Regions from separate parts of the Sus scrofa genome. Here region 2 is linked to region 1. Evidence: chromatin contacts called from public Hi-C data. All regions are on one chromosome and are shown on one strand. Each heading gives the region's core, a stretch centred on a gene start, on an enhancer-like site or on the middle of the called end of the contact. The rest is flanking DNA. Distances are from core to core; before and after follow the strand shown.

Evidence for each region. A called contact is a pair of places that touch in the nucleus more often than the background predicts.
Region 2: a contact with region 1 is called in a Hi-C map of skeletal muscle, with 5 times the contacts expected there. The contact joins the promoter of SIX2 here to the enhancer-like site in region 1. A contact is called at or near these places in 3 of 47 Hi-C or Micro-C datasets (fetal heart ventricle, fetal skeletal muscle and skeletal muscle) and 1 of 2 datasets of contacts at active chromatin or transcription factors (skeletal muscle).

The regions. Positions count from the first base shown.
Region 1 is chr3:95,181,881-95,189,010 of Sscrofa11.1, reverse strand. No RefSeq gene overlaps it. Among named protein-coding and RNA genes, the nearest start is that of SIX2, 270 kb to the left of the region's middle. Within about 2 kb of position 1,425, at least 4 of the 83 cell types and tissues checked have an H3K27ac peak or open chromatin away from gene starts, as enhancers often do. A contact at or near this core is called in skeletal muscle, where this site is marked.
Region 2 is chr3:95,457,371-95,464,485 of Sscrofa11.1, reverse strand. It overlaps SIX2 (homeobox protein SIX2), which reads right to left and starts at 4,440. Exons shown (of 2, transcript XM_005662581.3): 1 at 3,777-4,440; 2 at 1,058-1,663. The coding sequence starts at 4,342. The coding sequence ends at 1,333.

The DNA of each region.
Region 1 (7,130 bases), core at 176-2,675:
CTACAGAGACCCCTGTAGTGGCAAGAGGGCAGGCTGGGCTGTGGTCTGGGTGACATCCCTGTGTCTCACCTCGTCTGCAAAAGGAAGTGACACTGAGACTCGGCCTCCTGCCTCCCCACCCTTGAAGGCTTACAAGAAGCCAAATGTGAGAGAGCAGGCAGAAAATCTCTCAGTGAAAGGCAGTGCTCTCTCTACACTGCTGGCAACCCTCTCTGGCAGGCCTGGAACTTGCAATCGAGTGTTTAAGATACACTTTGTGTTTCAATCTCAACTCTGACATTCCCAGCTGTGTTACCTTGGGAGAGTTACTTGACATCTCTGTGCTTCAGCTTCCTCATAAGGATTAGTTGACATTGGGGAAACACTTAACCAGTCCCTGGCACCCGGTAGGGGTCGGTAGGGGCTGGAACGGTGTGAGCTATTATTATTATCACCTACACATTAACCTCTTCTTGTTTGTTTATTGCACAGGAGTAGGTGTGTCTGCCAGTGAGATGAGAAGTTTCTAGTGTTCTTTCCTTCTTCTCCTCTCAATGCACGCGTGCGTGCACGCACGCCCACACACACACACACACACACACACACACAGGGGCACACCCCCAGCCCCGCCTGGGATGGTAGCAAGAGCAGCCCAGGGGTCAGATCCTGCCCTGCCATCTGCTTGCTAAGTGAACTTGGGTATGTTATTAGACCCCTGCAAAACCAGCCTCCTCATTTATAAAGATGAGCTAAGAATAACCTGATTCCCTAACTGCTAAGAATAACCTGTCTAACCTCCAGTAAGCATTTGTGAATCTTCTAGACTCGGGGCCAGGCACACCACAGCTCAATAAACACTTGCTGGCCTGAGGTCAGTTCGGCACAAGGGCGTTCAACTGGGAGGCCACATCAAGCCACCAGCCCCACCCCACCTGCCATGGCGGCCACACTTGGAAGATCAGATAGGAGCGAACCCTTCTGGGGCAAGGACTGCATCTTCTCCCTCACACTTGCCAGCAGCTGGTCCTGCTCGGTACAAACAACATGAGATACACCCCCGCAGAAGTGACCCTGGCTGTCTGAGATCCTGTCCAGCAGAAAGTTATGGAGAGAAAGCTGAAGAAGGAAAAGCTGCCCCTCAAGACCTAAACCGAATCTTGCTGGAGATGGAAACTAACGGGGATGAAAACACAACAGCAGAAAAATACAGACCGTTTTGAAGTCTGCTCACCTGGGAGTCAAGCCACATTGAAAATCAATAAGGCATCAAGGCCGGGAGCGTGGAGGGCTGCCTGGATACCTGCTTGTGCCTCCTTTAAAGCAAGGAAACCTTTGAAGTTGCAGACGACCAATAAAAATACAGCTGGCATTTACAGCTTCAACCCCTCCTGCCTTTGCTTTTCACCAAGTACCTCAAGCTGCAGCCAGAGTCGCCCCGGGCTGGAATGTTGGCCGGGCACCACAGGGCCCACGCCGTTGACAAGGACAATGGTTCCTGGCATGCACTGGCCAGGGATTGGTGATTAACTGTAGGCCTGCTGGCACCCTTCCAGGACAACCCTGGCTTGGGTTCTGGCCACCAGACACAGTGGCTGAGGGTCCCCAAAATGCTTTAGGAAGATGAGGTCTGTCAGAAGCAGTCTTAAGTCATGGCTACGCTGAGCCACGGGAAGCTCTTGTTTGCAGGGGATAATGCTCCTCTATTTCATGTGCTATCGGTCGACTGCTTCCTTCTGCGCTCCTTTTTGAAGGCCTGTAGCACCAGAAAGGTAAGCCTGCTGGGATGCTCCCCCCTCCCCAGGCATGGAGCAATCAAAACAGAGCAGGTTTGGAGTACCCATCGTGGCTCAGCGGTAACAAATCTGACTAGCATCCATGAGGACGCAGGTTCAATCCCTGGCCTCGCTCCGTGGGTTAAGATCCGGCGTTGCCAGGCGCTGTGGTGTAGGTCGCAATTGTGGTTAGGATCTGGCGTTGCTGTGGCTGTGGCGTAGGCCAGAGGCTACAGTTCCGATTGACCCTAGCCTGGGAACCTCCATATGCTGTAGATGCAGCCCTAAAAAAAAGACCACCCCCACCAAAAAGAAAAGAAAATACTTTAAAAAAAAAAAAAGGGAACAGGTTTCATCGATTCGTGAAAAAGGCAACAAGTTATAATGAAAGGGTCCTAGAACTCAGTTCCCAGCCCACTTAGGATGCTGAAGTTGGCGGCTCTTCTCACATCTCTCATTTTTTTTCTACTTACCATGCATAGGAAGCTCCGTGACCTTTCATTCAATAAGCACACCACAGGGTCTCAGAACTCAGGGCTTATGGTCCAGCCAGGGAAACAGAACTCAGAGACACAAAACGTCCAACCCCCAAAGTGGTAAAGGGGTCTTAAAATAATGGAAGATATAATACCATACCACAAACACGGGCCACGTCAGGCCTAATGACCAAGCTAAGCTAATGTCAATAAACAGAGAACTATTAGGAAATTCATTAATCAAGGTCTTGTTTATACTCCTATTTGTCAACCAAATTATTTGTTTGACTTGTGGCCTCCCTGCTTTATTACGGTCATTTCTGTCATCAGCGGAGCTGGGCTGCTGGAATTTCACCCATGGGCAGGGCCTGTACTGTCTTTGCTTTGCTGTCCTGGTCGCCTTCTTCAAGAACCAGAGCGCTCATCAGGGGCCGGGGTCTGTCTTCGGTTAACAGAAGACAGGTAGTTCAGTGGGTAGTTCAGTGGTTCTCGGGATCTTAATTAATTGATCTGCTAATCACCAGTTCCTGTTTCTAGAAGCTGACCTCTGAAGCAGCCTCCGGCTCGTGGGGAAATGCCACAGCGAGGAACGCCAGGCTGAAAAGCGAGAGCAGGAGCTAGGGCGCCGAGCAGCTCTCTGAGGACCCCTGAGGTCCTGCCCCACCTGGATTTGGTCTTTACAAGGCGGCCTCTCACTCTCTGCCTCGCCCTCCCATGTGTGTTTCCTTTCAGCTCCCTTGGTTCACAGTCCCCTACCCCCAGGCCTCACCTCCCAGAGGTCAGGCTCTTCTAGAAAGCCTCCTCTAACCACAGAAGCCAGATAGGATTTGTCCCACCTCTGGCCTTCAAACTCCTCCGTCCCCATAATTGTGTCGGCCCTGTTCTGCTCAGACCCAGCTTTGGGGACCATGCACTCCCGCTAGCAATGAGCAGATAAGCTCTTCGATGGCAAGTCAACCTTCAGGGTCTCACAGCTTTGCATCCTTTCTCCTTGGCTCCACTCCCCCACTAATACACACACACACACACACACACACACACACACACACACACACACACCCGCTGGACCAACAGAGAGTGCAAATGGAACTTTCATTAGGGGTTTTGCGTCTCCCCAGACCCGAAGGCATCCCTGTTTCAGGCCTTGCCTATAAGCCCATAGAGAATGATGATCACCTTGGCAACCACCCTCCCTACTTTGATCTCCTAAATTGAACTAATTTCTGGAGTTTCCACCGTCTCTGAGCCAGTGCTTCCTGCCGAGGACAGAAATGTCAAATGTGGGAGTTCCTGTTGTGGCTCAGTGGTTAATCAATCTGACTAGGAACCATGAGGTTGCGGGTTCGATCCCTGCCCTTGCTCAGTGGGTTAAGGATCCGGCGTTGCCGTGAGCTGTGGTGTAGGTTGCAGACACGGCTCAGATCCCGCGTTGCTGTGGTTCTGGCGTAGGCCAGCAGCCAAGGCTCCGATTCGACCCCTAGCCGGGAACCTCCATATGCCGCAGGAGCGGCCCAAGAAATGGCAAAAAGACAAAAAAAAAAAAAAAAAAAAAGAGAGAGAGAAAAGAAAAGAAAGAAATGTCAAACGCTTTCACCATTCAGAGGGATGATCATGGGAGATTTCTGGGTAGCAGTCTGGGGAGCCCTCCACCCCCTCCTAAAAAGGAGACAGCCTTTATTACTCTGAAGGGGAGAGGGTGAAAGGCCTGGAGGGGAGTGGGACGAAGGGTCAGATTTCTCCAGAACGACTCACAGTAATATCTCCCTTCAGCAGCCACCCTATGAATTCTGACACATCTCAAAACACGCGAGTCTGGAAAAAGCAGTCAGAATCTCCTACCTTCTGCAAAAAGCTACTGTGCAGTCTGTTCCTTTGTAGTTCGGGTTTTAAAGAAAATCAAACCATCTTGGAAAAATCAAAAAGCAGATGCACCCCCTAATTGAAGTCGGCAAGGGCAACAGAAACCTCGTTAGGGGTGTTACAGGCCCTCGCACCCCAATTAACCTGGGGGGTGGGGAGCGGAGGGCCTGTGGGTTTCTCTGCACAGATGTCTGGGGGAAGAGGCCCTGGTGGGCAGGAGATGGAGGTGTCTGGAGACCCTTCTGGAAACTAAGAGCCCAGGGCCCTCACCCAGCCGAGAGGTAGGATCCCTCTCCAGCCTGGGGAGCTCCGTCCAGGGGGAGTCCTGGCCCTGGGCTGGCCCTGCAGCCACCTGCCCACCGGAGAGCAGTGGGGAGCGCCCACAGCCACGACCCTGGGGCCACATTTTACTACCTGCCATTTACCACTCTGACGGGAAAACAAATTTAAAACACCTGGACATTTATGTCTCTGATGGGTCGAGCTGCACTGTTCCATTATATAAATAATCCAGGCGGTGCGCTTCAAAGGCCGCCGTCTCCGGGAGGCCACTGGGCGTGGCCCGGGTGAGAGCACAGCCTGGGCTGCAGGCCGGAGGGGGGCCCGGGAGGAGCCTCCTGTGCGTTCAGAGGTGGGTTCAGAGGCGGAGGCTCGCAGGGAGCCCCAGGCTCTCATCTGTGTCACAGCCCCTCCAAGGCCACACCCTGCCCCCACCACAGCCCTGCCCCAGACTTACCAGCAAAATGGGACTAACCCCACTGGGTCAGGTCACAGAGCTCTGAGGTCAAGGGGGGCCCTGACAGACAGAAGGTCAGGGTCAACAGGAACAATCGAAAGGCTGAGGCTGGATAGTGAGCGGGGTCAGAAGGAGCTGGGGAAAATGTTTAGGATGCGCTGGAGATGTGGTGCCCAACAGAGCCCTTCAAGACTGGCTCTGCCAAGAGCCACACTGGGGTGGGGGTCGGGGATGGGCTTCAGCATCCTCAGAGCACCCAGAAAGCCATCCTCAGCAGTGACACTGCAGTGGGTGAGGGGGGAGGTGGGGGGGCAGCTCCAGGGCTTCCCTCAGGCTCAAGAGGTGAGAAGAACTTGCCCAGAAGCTGGACAGCACATTGTGTTCAGAGTCTGAACCCAAAAGACTGATGTGTGAGCTCACGCAAGGTCCACCTTGGAAACTTCCAGAAAATACCAAAGGAGGGGTGGGGGTGGGCCTTGAGCTGTCCTGGCCCTCTGGTGAGAGCTCTGAAATTTCTCAGGGTTTGTGCTGACTCTGTGAAATGGAGGGAAGCCTTCCTGCTCCTTCTACCTCATAGCCCTCTTGTGAGGACCCGAGGGAAAATTTTCTGAAAGCACATTGTAAACTTAAGATCATACAAATGAGGTCACGTTAGTGCAGTTGGGAACAGTGGAGCCTTGGGGACATCTTGCTGCCACAGTGGAGAAGGAGGAGAAAGGCTGGGAGAAGGGGCTCCCTCCTGGTCCCTTTGCCCCTCCAGCCCCCATCCTGCAGGGTCCCCCACCCCCATATCTCCTCCAAGTGTCTCTGCCAAGTCGTGGCTCCTTCCCAGGTCACTGGTGCCACCGGACTCAGTCATAGCACCAGGGTGTAGAGAAAACACCAAGACAGCTCTCTTCCTATACAGCTAAAAGGTTTGCTAGAACAGCCTCGTCCTTTGGTCTCACAGCCCCAGCTGTGTGGATATGTCACCAATCGGCCTACACTCGAGTGAGCCGAACGCTTAGGAAGGTGTGGGCCTCAGACCAGGGCTTCAGGGGCCCGAGTCCCAGACCTGGATCTGCCTCCATCTCACCATGGCCTCCAGGGACCATCTTAGCACCTCCTCAGTGTTGTCACTTTGCAAGTTAGAGCATGGACTGCCATCTCTGAAGCATTCCACCCCCTTCCTTTTTTTTTTTTTTTTTTTGTTGTTGTTGTTGTCTTTTTAGGGCCACACCTGTGGCACATGGAGGTTCCCAGGTTAGGGGTCCAATCAGAGCTACAGCTGCCAGCCTACACCACAGCCACAGCAACATGGGATCTGAGCTGCACCTGGGACCTACACCACAGATCACGGCAGTGCCGGATCCTTAACCCACTGAGTGAGGCCAGGGATCAAACCTGCATCCTCATAGATATTAGTTGGGTTCTTAACCCACTGAACCACAACGGGAACTCCCGTGGTCTCTTCTCAAATGACGGCGCTAAAGTCTAGGCCACCAGCTGTCCTGTGTAGCTCGGCTACATAAGAAGTGGGCCCAGTCGAGGCCTTGGTGTTGGCCCAGTCTTGGCCATAGAAATACTCCATTGAACTGTCTTCAGGGGGGGTCTCCTGAGCAGGAAGGGTCTGTAGCTGGAGAGCCTGCCCCACTGCCTTAGCCAGACCCCCAAGTTAGAGGGGCCCTTTGAACCCCCATGCCACCTAAGCAGCCTCCCCAACCTGTGTGTGTGGTCAAATGTCCCTTGAGGCCTCAACAGAACCTGAGAGCTTTGAAATGCTTTGCCCCACCCACCGGCCAAGCCTTTTCTGAGAAAGAGCCCCCAGAAAGTCACTGCTCTATGGGTCGGGATGGAAAGAACTTGGGGAGCAGTGAAAAGGTCTTCATCAGAGAGTTTAAAAGAAATCCTGTACTAACCCTTTCGAGGATGCCAAACAGCAGGTGTCGGAGCTCAAAGAGGCCTTCGAGGAGCACCTGATCCAAGCCCTACCTGCAGGCAGGAAAGGTGCTTATCCTCATGTTGTCTCTGCAGTAAGAACCCGGAGGAAGTTGCAATGATGCGTCGCCCGCTGATCTGCTCTAATGAAATAAAAGCATTTCTCATTAACCAGACTCTATACACATGGGTGCCACTGACATGCTTGGAATGATTTCCTTTCTAAGTAATGAAGGTAACACTTCCCCTGGATTGTGTGCTTAATCCAGCATGCTTGACAGGGTGACACTTCACAACCCCTTCAGATAAAGTGAGGCAGGTATTAATGACACTGTTTTACAGAGGAGGCACCTGGTATGAAGAATGACAGTGCAAAAATGTTCTGGAAAC
Region 2 (7,115 bases), core at 3,191-5,690, 270 kb before region 1:
GCTGGTATCTTCAAACGCACGCACACACTTTCTGCACACAGCCTCATATTTCCCATCCCCAGGTGAAGAAAAGAGGCGGGTGAGGGCACTGCTTGGCTGGTTGCGGGAAGAGGAGTCCCGAAGAGGAGAGAGCCCTCTCCCCGCTTCTGCAGGGAGCTCCGCGGACAAGAAAAGAGACAAGGAGCTTTGGGGCAGGATGTTTCAGAGGGACTGATACAGGCTGTGTATGTGGGAAGGCGTCTCCCAGTTTCTGGGACTCGGGGGGCATCGCTGCCCAAAACTGTCCACCCAGGGTGTCGAGTCCCTGTGGGGAAATCAGACACAGCTGCAACCTCGGCTCACAGGCCTCATGGTATATATCCATATATATATATTTATGATTTCTAATTTTATTATAAAATAAAAGCAGAAATATTTCCCAAGGAACATTCACATGAGGGCATAACAGGGAGATGGCAAATCCGAGGCTGGGGAGGCACGCTGTGCTGGGAGCACTGTGGCCACCGTCCCGGGAGGAAGAGGAGAGCGGGTGTTGGGGCCTCGCTGAGAAAGAAAGAGAGGGAGAGAGGGAGAGGCAGGCTTCAAGGGGGAGGCCAGGGGCTACGCTGCCGCCCTTTGTCCTTCACTTAAGTGAAAGGTGCTAAACTGACACCTGCAGCCCCTCCGCTGACGCCCAGGGGGAGGGCCTGGAGAAAAGCTGGGTTCAAAGGCCCTGTCTCTCCTTTGCTCTTTGGACTCCCACTCTCAGCTCAGGAAAGTCAGGATTGGGGGGGAAGCAAAGTGACCGCCAAGCGAGAGGAGAGAGACCGAGGGGGTACCGCCCGCGAAGTGCAGGAGGTCGGCGGAGAGGAGAAACAGAAAAACCGAGATAGAGTAACAGAAACCTAGTGAGCGGTAACAAGCCAGAAGTCAAAGCGAAGCAGAGACAGTGAAAAGGGGGAAAACAAGAAGAGGTGGGGGAAAGGAGACGACAGAAGAGAAGGAAGGGGAAAGAAGAGGAAGAAAGAGCAAGAAAGGCGAGAGAAGAGAGGTGAAGGGAAGGCAGGGAGAGAGAGAGTAGAAGAATGATGTATAATTTATTCCCTTCCCTGGTTCAAGCCCCGGTCCCAGGCCTCCAAAGGCTCTCCAAAGCAACTTGTTGAACATAAATCCCGCACAAAGACCAAACCAGAGAGCCATCTGCTCTGCCGGGGGCCGGCAGTTCTGCCCGCTCTGCGCGCGGGTCTTTCAGTACCTGATGGGGCCGCCGGCGCGGGGCGCCCTCCGGACGCGGTCCCTCTCAGGTCCCCAGCGCCTAGCCCAGGAGACAAGCGCGTCGAGGCAGGCGGGGCTCTAGGAGCCCAGGTCCACGAGGTTGGCCGACATGGGGTTGAGGATGGAGTCCTGCAGGCCGTGGTGGTGCTGCAGTGGGTCCGCGCCGCCTCCGCCGGGCACGGGCACCGGCACGGCGCTGGGGCCGGGAGGGTGGCCCAGGCTGTGCAGGGACGGCAGCCCGGGCGGCGGCGGCGGGCTGAGCAGCAGCGCGGGGCTGGACGACGAGTGATCTGGCGTCCCCGACGGCGTCTTCTCGTCCTCCGAGCTGCCTAGCACCGACTTGCCGCTGCCGTTCAGCGACGCAGCCAGCGGGTTGTGGCTGTTGGAGTTGGAGTTCTCGCTGTTCTCCCTGCAAGTGCAAGAGCGAAGCAGCCGGGTCAGCGGGGAAACCGAGGCCGCTTGGCGCCAGGACGGCCGGAGGCAGAGCCGCCTCGCGGCGCCTGCGGGGGTTTTCGGTTTCTGTCATTTTCTCCGACACGCCGCTCCGGTTCTTTCAGTTCTCTCAGTCTCTCCAGAACCAATTTCTCTCTCTCAGACTTCTCCCCCGTATCCCTTCTACCTGCCCACCTCCTCTGCTCTTAATCTCACCAGCATCTCATCTGCATGCAGTGTTCTGCCCTCCTCACTTACCCCTACGGAGTTTCTGGCTTTGCTTTTCCAGAGTGGAGGGGCAGGGGAGCAGGATTCAGTGGAATTGTTGGGGAGAGAGACAGGGAGGAAGAGAAGATGCCTGGATTTTCAGAACACTCTTGGCTCCTCAAGCCAGGGTCTGCTGCAGGGAAGTGGTGCCAGGAGAGTCAGGGACCCCAGGTTCTAGGCTGGGGGTTCACTTGAAGTTGGGGATCTCCCAGGCCTTGGTCCCCCTTTGCTTTTCTCTGCTGGAGGGAAATCCCTATCCAAGGCAGAGTTTTCTGGAGCTAAAGGTCTTTTTCCTCTGTTTCCAACCAGTAGGCCGATTTAAGGTTTTCTGTGCTGGGCCCAGGGACAAGGCCCCAAGGATGCAGACTCCTTCTCCCCCGTGGCACAGTGGGACCTTCGGTTGGGGGCTGGAAGCTGGGGGCTTGGAGGGCAGCTTCTGGAAGAAGGGAGAAAGAAGAACGAAGGGGACTGCCTTTCTTGGCCAAGATTTTCCCACCATACCGGAAACTGAGGGACTTAGCCAGAGAACCCAGTTCTTTAAGATTCTGGATACAGGCCAGTCTGGGTAGAGGGGGACCTCAGCAGGGAGAACCCACCTCCTGCCCTGCCTTTGACCAACAGCTCCCCTGCTCAGATTTGGAGATGTGAATTCTTGGGTAGAGTCTTGCTTTCCTGGCTTCCCAGGGCCTCCTCTCTTTTCTTGGAAAGGAACTTCCCACAGGGCTGGTAGCTAAAACCTTACAACTGTGGATACCCCAACTGTGGTCCATAGAGAGGGGGTGAGCTTGAAACAGCCCCATCCCACCTCGGAGTCCACTGTTCAGCACCCCCACTTTGATCCTGACCATTCACTCTGGGCTGCCACACACCCCATATCACCAATCCCAGGTGTCTTGTTTTGCTGTTACACTCAGGCTGGATTCTGTTCCCATAATCAGTTTCCCATTTCCCCCTCCAGATTTGGGACTCTGAGGGGGCCACAGGGCTGGCAGCCACAAGGGCCAATGGTCAACTGCATGGCTAGTTCAGGAAGTCCTGGTTTCCCTGAGGACAAGCAACTCCCAGCTCTTCTGCTGCTCTCAACTCACCCCAGACCTGCCAACGGATCCTCCAAAGAGGGTAGAGCCTGAGGAAAGAGGGGCTAAGAGCTTGGCAGGGCCAGGGAAAGGCTGCTGGGCCCAACGAGGCAGAAAAGGGACATGTGCTTCTCTCCTAGAGCTGACAAACACTTCTTCCCCAAGCCTTTCACCTCTTGGTCCTTTCTATGCGGGATAAAAGCCTTTCCCTATGAACTGCCATATCCAGACAAGGAAAATTCTTGCCCAGGCCCTTCCATATCTAGGTCGTCAATCAAGAAAGTTCCAATCTGAGTGCTGATCCCTAATCCGTGGACGAGAAGTTCTGGGACGTGCTGGTAAATTCCCTGAGGCATTCTAAACCCCGCAACCATCGATAGCTAGTCCCTCCGCGCCCAAACCCTAGGTCCTCCTCGGCCCTTCGGAGGACTAACAAGCCCTGCCTGCTGTGCCTCCCTTGCCTGGGATCCAGGCCCGCTGTCTCACTTTTGCCCCGAAGCTCGCTGCCTCTCCACTTTTGCTTACGAGCGACCAGGGAGTTAGTGGACAACTTCCCGATTGCCTTACCCGCTTTAGACAAATTTCTAATCTCCTGGTTTCCCAAAAGCTCCGTCTTGGTCAGACCAGGCTGCAGCGAGACCCTGGCTGGGACTGGGGACCCAGTTCAGGCCTCTCCAGGGGGCTGAGCCTACGCCCTGGGACCCCCTCCCTGGAGCCCAGGGGAGCTGGCGCCGAAGCTCTACTTACTCGTACCTTTCCTTGGCCTCGGCTGCCCGGTCGCGCTGCCGCCGGTTCTTGAACCAGTTGCTGACCTGCGTGGTGGTGAGGCCCGTGGCCTCCGCCAGCTCGCGCTTCTCTCGGGGTGAGGGGTAGGGGTTGTGCGCGTACCACTCGCGCAGCACGCTGCGACTCTTTTCCTTGAAGCAATAGCTGGTCTCCTCGCCGTCCCAGATGGAGCGCGGCAGCGGAAACTTGCGGCGCACGCGGTACTTGCCCACCGCGCCCAGCGGCCGACCGCGCAGCTTCTCCGCCTCGATGTAGTGCGCCTTGAGCCACAGCTGCTGCAGCTTGGCGTGGTTGTGCGGCGAGAACTGGTGGCTCTCCAGGATCTTGTAGAGCTCGCGGAAGTTGCCGCGGTGGAAGGCCACCACCGCCTTGGCTTTAAGCACGCTTTCATTCTTGTGGAGGTGCTCGCAGGCGGGCAGCGACCACAGGAAGCGGCCCAGCCGCTCGATGTTGCCGCCCTGCTGCAGCACCTCGCACACGCACGCCACTTGCTCCTGCGTGAAGCCGAAGGTGGGCAGCATGGACATGGTGCCGGCTGCGCCCCCGCCCGCCCGCGCGCGCCCTCACCGCGCGGCGCGGAACCGCATGGGCACCTCCCCGCCGGGCGGTCCGGGCCGAGAGGCGGGCGGGGGGCCCCCTGGCCTGCGGCTGGCTCCGGGGCGAAATCCGACTCACGGCAGTAAGTCCTCGCGCCGGCCGCGGGTCCTGCGCCGCTCCGCGCCCCCGCCGCCCGCGCGCCTAGCCAGCGCCCCGTCCAAGCCCGGGGGCCGCCCGGGGCGCCGCTCCGCATGCTCCGCGCCCGCCGCCCGCCCACCGTTCCTTCGCTAGCTTCTCGCTCTCTCTCCCTCCCGTCTAGCTCGCTAGCTGCTTTTTTAATAATATTATTCTAAGCGGGCATGGGGCGCGGCGGCCCGCGTCCTGATTGGTCTGGTTATCTGACCCGGGGCCTGCCCGCGCCAGACAATAGTCGGAGTCAAATTATTCGCCATGGAGACGCTGTCAGTCACTGGTAACCCGAGCCCCGGCGGGCCGGGCGGCTCCCCCCACCCAGCCAGCTCCGCTGACAGATCGCCGGGCTCCGCGCAATGCGGAGGGCGGCCCGAGACCGGAGCCGGAGGCGCTCCGCGAGCCTAGGAGGAGGAGAGGGCCAGGCAGGGGCCGGCGGCGGCAGTGATTGACGGAGCGGACGCCCAAAGAGCGTGGGAGGAGACGGACGGGGGGGGGGGAGCAGAGCGAAGACGCAGGGAGAAGAAAAGGGGAGGATCGAGGTGGGGAGGAGAGAGGGGAGAAGAGAAGGCGGAGGACTTAAGGGGGTGCCGGGAAGAAGGGGAGAGAGAGGGGTGGAGGCAGCCTCAAGGGGGAAAAAACTTTGGACAGCTTTTCGAAATGCCCCGCCGAGTGTCCCCTGGGTCATCACGCTGCTACCGGGGCCGCTGTTTGCCGGGCGGGTTCTGACCTGGAGCCGACCAGTGGGATGAGAGAGTTTGGACATGCTCGGCGCCCCTCAAATATTTGGCTTTTCCTGCTGACAGTGCCCCACCCCCATCCTAGGAGCTCCGGACCCGAGCGGTTCGCGAGGGAAAAGGGGAGGGAGTAGGAGAAAGAAGTGGGGGAAAGTTGGCAGTGGCCATAGGCGGACGCCTGAGAATCTACTTCTTGGAGGATCCCGCCTTTCCTTCTCCTAACCGGGCCGGCTGCCCCGCGGCCGGTACCGCCCGGCTCACGGCTCTCTGCTCCTCGCTGGGCGGGGACTCGGACTTAACCCCACGGGTCCCACGGCCGAGAAGGGCACGGCACTTCCGCGTGCCCTCTACGGAAGTTGCCTCGGGTGGGCCTCCCCGGGAGTCTGCCCACCGGGAGGCGAGGGCAGGTCATTTCGGATGGTCGTGGCGCGTCTCCTGTGGGTGGTTGGGGAGGGCAGAATAGAGGCAAGACCCCTCCACCTTCTGGCCTCACAGCTCTAATTCGGGCTCTGGCCAATTTCAATCTGAGAACCCGGTCACTGAGCTCCTGGACGAGGGGGCATAAAGGGGGATCTTGGTTTTTTTTGTTTTTTGGTTTTTTGCTTCTTTTTCAGGGCGGTGTGTAAACACGTGGTGCTGGTTCTCTGGAAGAAGTCAGGGGAGTAGGTGGAGGAGCTGGAGTGGAAGAGGGGGATGTTGTGGCGGTTTCTACGGGTTTGAAAATCCCGGGGTTAGCTCCTTCCCGGACTGGTCCTTTCCGCCTCCTGTTGTTTCCCCTCTTGGCTCAGAGCTGTTGCAGGCTGGGGCCTCTCTGGCTCCAGGTGTCAAGACCCAAGCCAAAACAAGGCCTCGGCTCTGTCTTCAGCTTAGGACAGTGCAGTCTGTGTCTAGGCCACACTTCTTGGTTCCTCCCTTTTAAAATGTACTCACAAGCTTGTGCTAGGAGCACTGGAATGGGGGTCCAGAGCCCTGAGGTCAAGTTTTGACTTTGATCCCTGCTGTGTCCAGGCCGCTTTATCCAGAGTCCTGTGTGCTGCCACACAGGGTTTCCTTGGTCTTAGAGGACTCTGGAAGACATGGGGAAGTATTTACCCCTGGCCACATTGAGCTTCAGAGTCCACCTTGCTAGTCCCAAGAAAGGGCAACCCTGGCTCAACGGTTAACATCGTAGACGCGGCTCAGATCCTGCATTGCTGTGGCTCTGGCGTAGGCTGGTGGCTTCGGTTCCCATTAGACCACCCCTAGCCTGGGAATCTCCACATGCCAAGGGAGCGGCCCTAGAAAAAGCAAAAAGACCAAAAAAAAAAAAAAAAAAAAAAAAAGAAAGGGCAACCCACTCTTTCCAAGATGTCTTCCTCAGCCATACAGTTAAGGATTGGCAGGCAGGTCTCAGCTTGTGGCCTTGGCATGATTAGGCAGTAGTGGGGAACACCGTGGTCTGTGCAGGTGAGTGGGCCTGGGCTGTACCTTTCTGGTGTAAGACTTTGGGCTAGTTTATTGTCTGCTCTCATTCTCTCTACTATTAGATGAGGCCTGTGTGACCTTTCAGGTCCCTATTGCTGGAGTAGGTCTAAGAATACTAACCTTGAAAAAGTGGGTAAACTTTGAAAACTTGGCCACAGCTTCCACCTGGAATATGCCCCTCCCTGGACCCTTAGCTTCAAGATTGAACTTCCTTCAGGACTGGGTCTTGCCCACGTTCAGCTCAGGTAGATTTTCTGGAACTTAAGACTATCTCTTCTAGTGTTGCCCTCTTTGTGGCCTCTGGGTGCCTAGCCCAAGAGTCAGACCTGCCAGGAGAATGCACGTGGCACCTGCCATCTTGGATAACGAAGTG